3 separate regions of the Danio rerio genome follow, and all the other regions are linked to region 1. A link is a contact called in public HiCAR-type and Micro-C data. All regions are on one chromosome and are shown on one strand. The core of a region is the stretch at or near the end of the contact, and the rest is flanking DNA. Distances in the headings are between cores, read along the strand shown.

Evidence for each region. Hi-C and Micro-C count contacts between places; a contact is called where the count stands out from the background. HiCAR-type assays count read pairs that join an accessible place to other places.
Region 2: a Micro-C map of caudal fin shows a contact between it and region 1, with 8 times the contacts expected there. The contact joins the promoter of vcla here to the promoter of dusp13a in region 1. A contact is called at or near these places in 2 of 18 Hi-C or Micro-C datasets (caudal fin and an unstated tissue).
Region 3: a HiCAR-type map of caudal fin shows a contact between it and region 1, with 12 times the contacts expected there. The contact joins the enhancer-like site here to the promoter of dusp13a in region 1. A contact is called at or near these places in 10 of 18 Hi-C or Micro-C datasets (caudal fin, embryo, fibroblasts and 3 more) and 2 of 4 datasets of contacts at active chromatin or transcription factors (caudal fin and embryo).

The regions. Positions count from the first base shown.
Region 1 is chr13:28,056,277-28,061,058 of GRCz12tu, forward strand. dusp13a (dual specificity phosphatase 13a) reads left to right here and starts at 2,746. Exons shown (of 4, transcript NM_001110395.1): 1 at 2,746-2,790. The coding sequence starts at 2,789.
Region 2 is chr13:28,499,424-28,504,205 of GRCz12tu, forward strand. vcla (vinculin a) reads right to left here and starts at 2,658. Exons shown (of 22, transcript NM_001128681.1): 1 at 2,403-2,658. The coding sequence starts at 2,570.
Region 3 is chr13:28,395,050-28,399,831 of GRCz12tu, forward strand. The region is part of intron 3 of adka (adenosine kinase a); the gene reads right to left. Among named protein-coding and RNA genes, the nearest start is that of adka, 20 kb to the right of the region's middle. Within about 2 kb of position 1,437, at least 17 of the 62 cell types and tissues checked have an H3K27ac peak or open chromatin away from gene starts, as enhancers often do. A contact at or near this core is called in caudal fin and skeletal muscle, where this site is marked.

The DNA.
Region 1 (4,782 bases), core at 1,496-3,995:
ACTGCTTTGCTTCCTGATTAGCTGCTTGGCTTACACTGTACGATGATAAATCATTGAGAAGAGGAACGGGGAACAGGCGCGAGCTGCTCAGCCAAGTGTGTGTGTATATATTTTGGGCTAAGCTCAGTCATCTCCTGATTTGACTGGAGGAAGCAGAGGCTCGGAGGGGGTGAAGCTGAAGACCACATTAGTGTCACATAAGAGCTCTGGAAAGCAGATGCATCTGTACGTGATTACATTGTGTCAGTGTTTTCTCAGGGAAGACTGTCAAGACTAAGATATCGTGGATAAAAAGAACAAACTAACATCAGCTGACAGACACATATCATGGCCTAAACAATATGCTTTAAAGAAATATATCCACACGTGCTGGTAAGAGAAAATAAGTTAGCAAACCTGATTTATGTAAAAATCTGTGTTAAGTTTGATTCATTAACATATATCAGCTCAAACTATTGCTATAAATCAGTTTTACTAAGTGAACTATTCATCAACTATTTTAAATAAAAGTTAAAATTTTACCTATGGTAAATATTTCTAATGATTGTGCATTTATACACTCACTGGCCACTTTATTAGGTACACTGACTAGTACCAGGTAGGACCCGCTTTTGCCTTCAGAACTGACTTAATCCTTCTCGGCATAGGTTTCACAAGGTATTGGAAATATTCCTCAGAGATTTTGGTCCATATTGACATGATAGCATCACGCAGTTGTTGCAGATTTTTTGGCTGCACATCCATGATGTGAATCTTCTGTTCCTTCACATCCCAAAGGCGCTCTACTGGATTGAGATCTGGTGATGGTGGAGGCCATTTGAGTTCAAGAAAACTGTCTGAGATGATTCACACTGTATGACATGGTGCATTATCCTGCTGGAAGTAGCCATCAGAAGATGGGTCCACAGTGATCATAAAGAGATGGACTTAGTCAGCAACAATACTCAGGTAGGCTGTGGTGTTGACACAATGCTCAGTTAGTAATGGGCCAAAAGTGTGCTATGAAAATATCCCCCACATAATTACACCAGACTCATCAGACCAGACAACTTTTTTCCAATCTTCTATTATATAATTATGGTGAGCCTGTATGAATTGTAGCCTCAGTTTTCTGTTCTTAGCTGACAGGAATGGCACCTGGTGTGGTCTTCTGCTCCTGTTGCCCATCTGCCTCATGGTTAGACATGTTGTTTTTCATACCATTTTCTGTAAACCCTAAAGATCCCAGTAGTCCCAGTCGATCACAGTAGATCAGCAGTTTCTGAAATACTCAGACCAGCCGTCTGGCACCAACAACCATGCCACATTCAAAGTGATTTAAATCACTTTTCTTCCCCATTCTGATGCTTGGTTTGAACTGCAGCAGATCGCCTCGACCATGTCTACATGCCTAAATACATTGAGTTTCTGCCAAGTGATTGGCTAATTAGACATTTGTGTTGAGCAGTTGGACAGGTGTACCTAACAAAGTGGCCGGTGAGTGTGTGGTGGATAAAAAATAATTTAAAAGTATCATATTTTGGCTACTTAAGTGCAAAGCAAGCCTGGAGTAACAGTAGGTATCGTAATAATCACTGTTTTTGTAACAGAATAAAAATCTATGGTTACTTTACATTTTTAATGCATTATTTCTGAATAAAAGTAGGCTATTTAAAATCTTAGGTTTAAATGGTAGAATATGTTACGGCATGACTATTTACTCCATGAAATCTCCATGACTTTTAAAACCACAAAAGAAAAGCAGGCCGAATGATTCATGGATTGGATCAAACACTGCAATTTCAAATTGGCAACTCTGGACCACTTAATACAAATTACATACACTGAATTTCCAACTACAGATTAAAGAAAGCCAAGCTTAGTCACTGTGCACTGCAGTATCTTTTTTCCTTCACCGAGACAAGAAAAGAAAGACAGAAACAAAACAAAAAATCCTCAAAACATACTTGCTGTTTTGTGCTTCTCTCGTATACAGTATGAGGTTTTAATAACACTAAGTAATAAGCATTTCTTGAGAAGGAACAGGTGTATGCGGCTTTCACACCCAAGCCATTAATTCCTTTTTATTAGCTTCATAAAACCGTAATTACTACGGAGCTCAAAGCTTATTTTACCGGCATGGAAAGAACAACTCTTAGTTAAGTCTTTCCCTGTTTTACACATAGAGCCTAATTTACTGAAGCTTTGAGCACTAGCTAAACAGTTTCAGCTGGAGTGCAAAGAAGACAGCCTATCTTGGAGAAGAGCATCAGACACGCTCCAATTGCCCAACGTGTCACTGCACTTGCATGTGCAAAGATCTCACCATTTATCAAAGACTGGCCCTCCAGGCGAATGAAAGGAACATCTGGATTTCAAGAGTGTTTAACCTAGCAGCTGGCGAGACCTCGTGAGATGATATGTACTGTATTTCCCTGTACAGTGACTCATGATAAAGATGTATGTGTGCAATGAAAGCCGCTGATGACCCACCTTTACCTTCGTCTGCACTGCGAGACTGATTTACAATATCGGGAGTCTAGCCAAGATACACACAATATGCGCAGAACATGCTCGGAAGATCATTGTCGAGGGAAAGACAGTCTTCTGAAAGCAAACCTGACTGACTGCCCACTAAAACCTGGAAGAGCTCTTTGTATCCAGGGAAGTTTATAATTATACACCATTTAAAAAAAGCAACAGCCTCCAGAGACATATCTGTGGACTGGCTGTCGACAACGTCCCTGACCAAGGAGAGAAGAGCAGGCAATCTGAGAACGAGAGGAAGAAAAGGGCCACCGGCTGCAAAATGTAAGTTCACAAAAGGAGGCGAGATTTTTTTTTCTTAAAGGCTTTTAGAAAGTAACATTGGGGTGTTTTTGGAGAGCTGGCTAACCTAATCGCTCATGGCTCTGGCATGGTGCGCTTTCTTTCCCACACCTGAGTTGTAAACACATTCGCCACAACAGTCAAGGAATCCTAAGTGGAATGATATTCCATAAAAAGCCCTCGGTATTCATTTTAATGATGTTAAGAGCTGAAGTGGAGTGTCAGTGCGCTCTCTGCCTCTTAGCAACAAAAAGATTTCACCAGCAATGGTCTCAGGTGGGCTCAGCTAGTTTGATGGGCTGTTGCAAATAAAGAGGAATGGAGAATGCATCTAAACTGCATGTCAGGCCTATTTAGAGTGAGCGGATTTTCTTTCCCAGCGTGTTATACGGGATGGATAGCAACAACACCACCCACTACACACATTAAATCTTTTGTGGCCATCTATCATAAATAATCATCTTCATGACAGATTTATTCAAACACGGTAAACACTGTTCAATAAATGAGACATCAACAACAACTAGTCGAGTAAAATAAATGAATATGTACACAGCATGTATTTTGTTCAGTAGCAGTTCACAATAAGTCTACTGAAAACTACTGAATCTACTGAACTGTTGCAAACAATTTATTTGTTTTGAATTTAAACAAACAAAAATAAGTTTATTAATGGTCAACTTAATTTGTTTGTTTAAATTCAGCACAAATTAATTGTTTACAACCACTAAACGTAAAAAAAGAAAATTGAGTAAATCCAAAGAATCATCTCTGGATGATTTTTTTCAGTGTACATGAATAATAATTGACTTTAAATAAAATTACTCTAATTTGAACTAATAATGGGGTGGCATGGTGGCTCAGTGTCACTTCACAGCAAGAAGGTTGCTGGTTTGAGCCCTGGCTGGGTCAGTTGGCATTTCTGTGTAGTTTACATGTTCTCTCCGTGTTTACCGGAGTTTCCTCCGGGTTTCCTCTGTGTGGTCCGGTTTTACCCCACAGTCAAAAGACATGGGCTATTGGTGAATTATATAAACTAAATTGGCCGTAGTGTGTGTGTGTTGGCATATGTGGTTTATGGAACCAATTTTCAGGTTTACCCACCAGCATTATGAGACCAATCAGTTTATGAGACCCTTTTTGGTGGTCTCATAAACTGAAATTTAAGTTGATATAAAAAAATGGTTACAGCTGGAAGAGCATCCACTGTGTAAAACATATGCTGGATAAGTTGGTAATTCATTCCGCTGTGGCAACCCTTGATATGCCTAAAGGAAAATTAATAAACTAATGATAAAGTATGGCATGTACTGATAAATAGCAAACCTTAAAGGGTCATGAAACCCCCCTCTTTCAATTCAAGTCTACCTCAGAATTAAAAAAAAAATGCTCAGAGATGGAGCACTGCGAGCAGAGGGAGGAGTGGGCGTGTTCGGCAGAGCAGGGGAAAAAGAGTAACGAACGACTGAGACACAAACCGTGAGGAGACCATGATTTTATAGTTTAAACAGTTAAAATGCAAAGAAATAAACAGTAAGTAATTTAATGCTCTGCCACATTTGTTTTTGTAATTTCATATACACATAATCACAATTAGTTATATCATTATAAACACAATCGTGTTTATATGAACACTATAAATGAGGAGGACTTCTCTCCTCCTGAATCCTAGGGTATATATGCAGACACAGTGGAGCAGTACAGCAGTTCTCTTGCCCTGTCGAATCCAACCATTAGCCCTGGCGGTAATCTGGAGGATTTTAAACATATGAGGAACACAGCAGCACAGATATAGGCGATGTGTCTGAATGATAACAAACTCAACTGATAAAGACAAAGTCTGCCATTCTCCAATTCTCGTACAGCTCTCCTGACTAAAATGCGTGCTGCAATCCAACAGCTTTGCTGTATCGAAACATGCAACAAAACCCTTTGGATCATGGAAAAAAACATATACGACCCGGGCTGTGCATT
Region 2 (4,782 bases), core at 1,408-3,907, 440 kb after region 1:
CAGTTGTACCAATACACACAGATTACAATCATAGCTGTCATTCATATGCATTCACTTGAACTCCCACTCACTCTTCAGCAGTATAAGATAAGGATAAGTAAACATAAGAGAAAAGGGTCTCGGTGAAATAAGAGATGAAAATGGATGCATGCTAATACCAGGTGGAAACATGGTTGATATAGCACATTTACAAACACACATGAACGGTATGCCAATGGCGCTCTTCCAATGCAATGTGTCAGACTTGGCCAGGGAAACAGACAGACATACAGACAGACATGGAGACTCCCCCTCATGCCAGACCCCTGCTGTGTACTCAGTTAAGAACCATGAAAGCATTCAGAAATATAAATGAACTCAAAAGGTCCAGATCTAACTGTCCATTCCTCACTGGCTTCAATACAGTTTTTCCACGCCTAAAATGAATTTAAGTTAACAAGACCAAATATGGTTCTGGGTTGTATCTATGCCTTGGCCTTATACTCCACACTTGAACTAGGGACTGTGAGAGTCATTTATATGTGTTATCTTCTCCATTTTTATTTGTGTTATCTTCTCATTTTACTCTTATTAGCCGATTAATTCATTTCTACACAACCCCAAAGCTACCAAGAGAATGTTGACAATCTAAACATAGATCAGTCTCCAAGATACAGAACGTTCCTTAGATTGAGAACAGATATAAAGCCTTGATTTCGAGGCTTGGCTGATGTGCTGGACACTTCAGCAGTAACAGGTGCCATTGATGAGGGGTGCGAAACGGGCGCTCAATGGGGGGCTCAAGGGTGTGTCTTCATCGAAGACGCTGACACCCTAGACTTCCTCAAACCAGCAGGGAGTCACTTACTCTGGGTATGAAACACCCTCATCCCGTCATGAGCTGTGAGACAGAGTTACTTCTCGGGCTAGAAGGCCTATTTATTCCCAGCACAAAATGCTCACTCTCTATTTGTGACTTCCTCACGTACATAAGAAGGATTCTACTCACGTTACTTGACTTAATGGCAGTTGGGAGTAAATAAACCTTGTTAAAGACAAATAAGAACACATAGGCTAATACTTAATGGACAAATACATGGAAACAACTTTTGAGTTTTCAGTTTTAACAAAATGATGATCTGCAGTGGTGAAATGCATTCTGCTCTCTTAACTTGTAATGTTTAATGCCTTCATCCATCTGAAAAATACTTTTCTGAGTACTATTTTATTCTGCTTTTGAATTGTAAATAACTTAAAGTAATAATCTTAGATATTCTATTCTGCGCTGCTCTGTAAGATTTTGCGTTTCAACAGCATCATGCATTTAAATTAACTGGTTCAATTAGGCTTCAGAAACTCACTTATTGAGACCAGAGAGGAAAGAGAACATACCAGCAAGATTAGGTCTGGTTGCTGTGGGTACACTGGGAAAATAATGGTACAATACTCTTGAAGTTTCTGGGATTGATGATTCTGTTTCTGACGTTTCCTGGAAACAACACCAGAACTTAAAGTACTTTTCTAAACAGATGAACTCCTTGTTCACAGACGATTAAAGCCTGCACTTCATGTGTACCACTAAGTTCAATGATGCAAACATCATTGCTTCCTGCTGGTTCAAAGCTTCAAAATACTGTAATCACTCCAATATCAGATGCATTTAGAGAAAATTAGGCAACAGACAAGTTTACAGGTCATCTAACTATAAATAAAAAGGCTGTTTCCCTGTTTTTGGTTTCCTAAAGAGCCATTCAGTAAACAGTTATTGAAATAATCATTATACTTGGTGTAAAGGTCATTTTGATACGCTAAAGAACCTTTCTGCAAATCCTTAGTGCTGTCAACATTCATTTAATTCCAAAGTTGCTGCATTCAACCCTTTGTAACCCAACCAAAACATTTCTGTTTTCAATAAAATGCTTTAACACTTGTAGAGAAATGTTTTAAAAGAAAAATCTCCAAAACTGAAAACTCACGACACCTGCTCTAATCCTCATGTCTCCTCACTGAGCCTTCAAGAGCATCTGTTTACACCAAACCATCATCTCATTGATGGGGCTAATTGTCAAATCAGTATGTTTGTCATTTTCAATTCCAAAAGCAACACTCAGCAAAGGACCAGTCTAAAACAAAGTAGTATAATAAACAATAATAGTAATTTCCAGTAAAATACCAGGGCACAATTGTTACTAAAAAAAAGCATTTTAACAGTAAACTTAAATGACAGAAAGTTTTATACTAGCTATTAGCTATACAGTTGTACCAATAACCGTGGTACCAACGTGGTAGCATGAGGGCAGAAGCTATGGTTACCATGGTGTTTTATAAATGTAGACGTTTTATCAAAACTGAGTGTGCTCTGATAAAGACAGCAGAAGCAAAAGATGCTGTATGGATGACAGGACTCTCTCTCTTTCTCTCACCCGCACAAGGTTGCTGACAGCCGCTTGCACTGCCGCCACTGGGCTGGTGAGATCTGGGATCGCTTTCCCATCAACTTCTCCCTCCTCGTGCATGATAACCAAGTGTGAAATCTGCTGAGCCACCGGCTCCAGGATACTCTCTATCGTCTTGGTATGGAAAACTGGCATCCTGAAATCTTAATATCCTCAGCACAAGTGAGAAAAAGGCACGTGTTCGGCTCTGTCCTGCGCTTTCCCCGTGATTTCTTCCAAGGGCACCACGAACCAGACGTCTATTCCCGGGTTTGCTCCACTCATGCAAAGAGAGAAATCCCTGAACGCCTCCTCAGCGACTGACGCCTTCAGTGGAGAAACCAAAGCACGGCGCCCGGTGAGTGCGAACCACAGCACGGCTTAAAAGAGCCAGCGCTCGTCAACCAATCCGCGCAAAGGTTTCACGTCAAGCAGAGCATCTGATTGGTCCGCGCTGACGCTGTTTCCACTCTCCTCCGCCCCTCCCTACCTGTGATAAGAGCTTCCCTGGCTACGTCATGCAGTCGGTGGCCAAAAAGGGAAAGCGTCGGGCTGGAATGGCAAAGTGAGGATTCCGTGAATTATAATTGACTTAATGACAGGTAATTGTGTTACTGAAACAACAGACCATTTCTATATTTAGGCTGCAGCGTCTAATTCAGATCATCTGCTGCTGTTTTATTTTTCATGTGATCATTTCTGTGTGACAGTGAAATGTGTGGGTGGACAGTTCGTCTTAGTTTTGGATGAAGATGCTATTAAACAACACCCACTTACAAGAACCAGAAGTTAATGTGCCTCCTAAATGTCTCTCTAATAACCTAAAATCTTGATTATTTTTTGCACACATAACCCCTCTATATTGTAAATATACTATAGACCTTGCATATATATATATACTGTACACATCAAAGCGTAAACTACATTATGCTGAATGCATTTGATCACAAGTGTAATAAAATACCATACCACGAAATATATATCTTAGAATACTTTATTTTAAATGCATTTTGAAATTTATTTATTTCTCTTATGGCAAGATATAATTATAACATCCTGATTAAGTACTCAAAAAAATTGTCTTATTTCTTTTTATTAAAGTGTGTAAATTCTGTTGGTTTTATGGTTTCAGTTTTGTTAGTTTAGTTTAGTGACCATATAAAACTACATAATACATTGAAATTCAAATGAAGTTTACAAAGAAATACAAATAAGCATAAACAAGGCACTGTAGAAATTCATATTTTGAGGTTAACCGCTGGACACTTAAAGGGATAGTTCAAGCAAAACTGAAAATTTGTGTCATTATTTATTCACCCTTCATTTGTCACAAACCTTTTTGAGCTTAATTTTTTAACATTTTTTGCTGAACACAAACAAGATAAATATTTTTAATGCTGAAAAACATTCATTCATTCATTTTATTTTTGGCGTAGTCCCTTTATAAATCAGGGGTCGCCACAGAGGAATGAATTTGGATGGTGGGGGGAAACCAGAGCACCCAGAGGAAACCCACGCGAACACGGGGAGAACAAGCAAACTCTACACAGAAATACCAACTGACCCAGCAGGGTTCGAACCAGCAACCTTCTTGCTGTGAGGCGATTGTGCTACCCCCTGAGCTACCGTGACGCCCTCAGATAACCATTGACAATATAATTTGTTCTACTATGGATGTCTATGGTTACCAGTATCCAATATTTTTCAAAATATCTTCTTTTGTGTTCAACACAAAGATACTAAGATACTACATCATAAAAATACTAAGCTAATTTGTTGTATGCTATAAAAAGAAATTTATTTTTTACTTTTCTAGTCATCTCAACTTATATCAAGTAAACTGATTTAAAAGAAAATGTTAAAATAGTAAATCTAAAAAACAGTTGTAGCCTGATTATCATATAAAATAATAATAAATAACATTTTGAAAACAGGGGTGACACGGTGGCGCAAGTAGTGCTACCGCCCCACAGCAAGATGGTTGCTGGTTCGAGTCTCAGCTGGGTCAGTTGACAATTCTGTGTGGAGTTTGCATGTTCTCCCCACGTTCGTGTGGGTTTCCTCCGGGTGTTCCGGTTTCCACAGTCCAAAGACATGCGGTACAGGTGAATTAGGTAGGCTGTATTGTCCGTGGTGTATGAGTGTGAATGAGATGGGTTGCAGCTGGAAGGGCATACGCTGCGTCAAACATATGCCGGATAAGTTGGAGGTTCATTCTGCTGTGGCGACCCCAGATTAATAAAGGGACTAAGCCAAATAGAAAATGAGTGAATTTTGAAAACATTGAAAAACACATTTTTACAATGTACCATACCATTTCAGATGATGTGTTTAGAGATATCAATTAACATTTTGTTAAAAAGATAAT
Region 3 (4,782 bases), core at 187-2,686, 340 kb after region 1:
AACTGCAAGGCAGCCAGGACTAGGGGGCAATAGAGTGCACATAATCATTCGACTCTGTTGGTAATGAGGTGCTAGGGAGACAGTAAGCACAGAGCAGCAGGTCTGAGGTCAGTTTTATAGAGTGATTCGAGATGATTAAAGTCAAAGCCGGGGTTTGTGGCCGTTCGGAAACCCCGACAGCTCCGCGTACCGAACCAAACACTTAACCAGGAGTGAAGAGGGAAAGGCATCTGAAGGCTGTCGTAAACATGGCAGGCATGAATGCTTGTAAGGAGAGCGTGGAGCGGGACCAGCCCACCGCCATCAGGCCAGCATTTAGTGCAGCAGGAAAACAGACGGCCTGGCTGGGCTCCACGGCGGCCCGCAGCTTAGCAATTAGAGACCGTCCAGCTCTGACTGCAGAACAAACAGACCTTAAAAAAGAGAGACTACCTGATTCCCTGTAACACTTGGCTACAACCCGTCTAATGCATCTCAGCAGAAAAAAAAAAGATCTATGTTCCCACCTGAGAGGGTAAAGACCAATGGAAAATCCCATAGTGGCCATAAAAGCCAATGTTGCGTTTCTGAGCTGGGCCGCGGTGTACAGTCTTGAGTTTTCCTGGCAGTCAGCTTACTGCCGCCGTAATTCACAGCACATAAATCTAAGCAGTCATAACGTACAACAGAGCCTCAGTGATGATGATGAAGATTGAGACGAAGGAGTACAAGCAAGATCCTCTCTCTCTCTCTCTCTCCATCCTCAAGAGCATCCTCAAGTGGATGCAGGGCAGAGCGTTAAGAGGTTACCGCTCGGACATCCAGCCATTAGGGGAAATCACTTAGCTGCGAAGGGATGGCTGATGGGAAACGAATCAGGCAGGAGCCAGAGTGGGAGTCGGAGCCATCAGGGACCATTGATCCTGAGATTCTGGACCTGTAGACAAACCCCCCTGCCTACTCGTCTTTAAGGTCAGGGTAAGGTCACCATCTTGACCCCTGGAACTGGATCTTGAGGTGTGGCGCTTTATACGTGCTTCTAGCCAAGGTTGGACGAGCACTGGTGCATGTCTGCCAATGGGAAGGCAAAGTTCGGACGGCTCACACAAGGATAACTTAACAGGAACATACAGTACAAGTTCGTGGTTCGTTTAGGTGTATTTATTTCCCCCCCGGAAGTGTCAAGAATGCAGTGCTGATGATTAATTGTAGCCGTCTCCTCCAACTCCAAGAGCTAAGCATCCCTGCCAATCTATTTTTCCCCTTTCTTTAATGTTGACAAAGCTTTTTGCCCCAAAACACTGCTGAGTAAATGTTCATACTGCAAGCGTGCGCGATTTGCAAACGGTTTGTCCCTCTCAAATATACTATTTTTCCACCCCCTATCCTCAGTGCACCTGCAATTTAGCTTTCGGTGCGCAACAGCTCTTTTTTCCTGCCCGCTCTCGAATAAAGAACAGCACACTCATCAAAAGCGGCTCCATCTGAGACACAGGAAACCGTCAGACTCAGCTCTCTCAGGGGGGAGGCTGATCGCCCGCGGCTGCACACCGTTAGGACAATCCACAAAACAAAAGGACGCAGATCACAGTCGGCGTGTTCAGCGTTTGTCTTGCTTATTCATGAACTCAAATCTCAATAACTGTTTCAGCATATACAAATGACTCCATTCAAGAATTTGAAAACAAATAACTTCAGTCAAGCTTGGCCTTTCAGCCTGGGAAGCAGCTCAATTGTCCGTCCCCTGCTAAACAAAACTAATCTGAAATCGGATAAGGTTTCCTGTTGTGCACTGGCAAAAGCCTCCCTGCGGCATGATGCTGTCTTAAGCTATTAAAATGCCTGAGCGTATGGCTCCACCTGCTGGCTGACGTAGCTACTGCATCTGCTGAGACGATGCCATTATAAACACCCAGAAGTGTTACAAGACCAGAGGCAGCTGTACATTACGATAATAGATTCTGGCACACAACGCACCTCTTAAAACAGATATGACTTTTATTTAAATCACATAGCAACACTGAGGAGTTATAAAGGTATTTTTGAGCACAGATGTTTGTGACTTTACAGGTAAAGCAAAAAAAAAAAAAGTTAAGAAATTAAATGTCTTTAAAAAGGAATATAGAAAATAAATTAAACTATAAAGACAGTCTATGTTTGTCACAAGATGGCAGTGTTGTGCAAGTATGAGTTTAAACCCTTGGGTTTGTGCAGGGGTCAACTGTTTTTCTGGTTAACAGCTCTGTTAGCCTCTGCTGGTAGATTTGGAAACTACAATCTGTTTCTTGGAAAAGGTTTTTGAAAATGTCTATTATGGGCATTTAATATGTTGTGCATTTATTTATTTAAAGTCCATTAATGAAAGCTAAAGTTAGTGACACTTTAGAAAATACCTGAAACTGTTTCATAAATCAAGTGGCATCGGAAAACAACTAATGTTACAGAAATCAGAAGTCTAAGCAACATTTTTAATCGCTTTAAACAAGTTTTAGATGCAAAAGTGTAAAAAGTTAGTCACAAAGCAAAAGTGTGAAAGCTGGCCACAAAGCCCTGACACATTTTATTTTGAGACACTGACAATAACTTAGCATGTAGCATGTAACAAGTAACTAATGTATTATTAGCAGAGTATCAATTACATTGTTAGGAAAATGGGGGGTGGGGGGGGGGGGGGCAGAATAAGCTGACAAGTATTTGCTAATTAACATAGTCAATTAATGAATGTTGGATAAGCATTAGGAATGGGCTTTAATGAGCTTAAAATGATATCAAGGTATAATTTTCACAAGGATTTATATGTATCCACTGAGAGACAAAAAAGGCAAGTATCTTTAAAGAACACTTTCAGTTTTTTTTTTTTTTACACACTTCACGCTTTGCTTTCACTGCTTGAGGATAAGAATGATGGAAACAAATAAATGGATCAAACATGGAGAATAAACAAATACTTGTGGTAATATCTGGATTATTCGTGTTATCCTGGGTATTCTATAAGCATTAAAGTATATAGTGCAATGCTAATTGACCTAGCCTTTATTACATAAAATTCACAGCATGATTTAATTTCTTTTTATTCTGTGATATTAACGTTTATTTAACTTTTTATCAATTAACAGGCTAATTGTAGCTTTTATTGTTATTACAATAAGACAATTCTTTTTTTTTATTGTGGAGTTAATTTATACAACAAACAATAATATATCGGCGATCCCTAAAAAGCTCAATAAAGCGTTTGCATATATTAGGCAGACATCTTAAGACTATTCGACCCAGTCAACTTAGACAGCACTTAATGAACTTAAACTATGCTTTACATTTTTCTGATGAGTCCAGCGGTATTCAGGTACAGAAACTGAAAAATGAAATGTAAAATAACACTGCGTGGTCTGAGTTTACAGTATAAATGAAATACAACTAATCTTTAAGCAACAAACATAATCATTTCTTGCTCCTGAATAATTTAAAGCTCATTCAGAAGTTACAGTAAGAAGCCTTAAAACATGCAAATAATCAATTTTCACTCTATTACAGATACATTTTATAACTGATCCACAACTGACATGTTCTGAACTGTGGTGACTGACTGGCCAACTATAATCCCGACTCAACACCACATGTGATGCAACTATTGTAGAAGTTTACAGTGCAATGAAATGCTGTGGCCTTCCTTAGTAATGAATGCTTCTGCATGACCGTATTCTAGATCCTTTAACTCCACCAAAACATAATTACCACAACAACCTGTCAACAAACAGTATTTAGAGTTTAATGCAGAAAATATTTTGTTTTTATATTCACTTAGCTACAAACAACTATATTTTTTTACTAATCAAAATTATTACGAAAGTTACTTACAGTATATTCAACAGAATGTTTAAAGGGCAGCGTCAAAACAAAGTTCATTTTTTTGGATACCAGAATAATCATCAACTTCCTTTCACACAAAACCACCTGCAGATAAAACAGGGTCTTCTTTTACACTTCTGATATATTGTTTCATTAAACAAAACTAGACAGGTGGAAAATTCAGTAAATGTACACTGTAAAAATGGCCTTAATTTCAGCTGTAAAAAAACTGCAAAAATGTTAACAGTAAAAATCTGTATCCTCATTATTTATTATGTTTCCCTAATATATGTATATATATTAGTCGAATAATAAGAAATCAGTATATGAAATTTGCATACTGTGAGACAATCAGAACAGAACACAAAGCAGATTGTTGTGTGACTCACAGGGCACGCCTGCATCATTTGCATGTACCATACCCGTCAACCCTCCCCCCTTTCCCAAGATTCTCCCATATTTTACAATTCTATCCCACTATCATCCTGTAAATGTATTTTCCTGTATTTCCATTTTTATGAAGGGTGGCAATAAATATCAAATAGCCAATACTCACTATACGCAAGCCATACCACTGAACCACCAGGTGATTCCCCTTGCCCTTAAATGTGAATCTGGTCTGTGCTTTAATTTATTTAGGCATGAAAACACATTGAAATAAATGTAAAAATGTCAGGATTACCTTCCTTTCCATTACAGGGGCCGTTGCCCCTCCTATGTAAACCTCCAAATAAACCTCCACCCATTAAGCTAAACATCTAACTAGGCATATCTTAGTCGTCTACCATGTTTGTTAAAATTCATAGTTTTATTTTTATTTTTTGACGAATTAGGTATTATTTTCTTGCCCTTGTTTACTGTACATCATGCTGTAATTGCGTGTGTGAGCTGCACTCAGAGCCGAGCTCATTACTATTCATAAACATTCCAAATATGGTCAATATGAAACTTTTGATT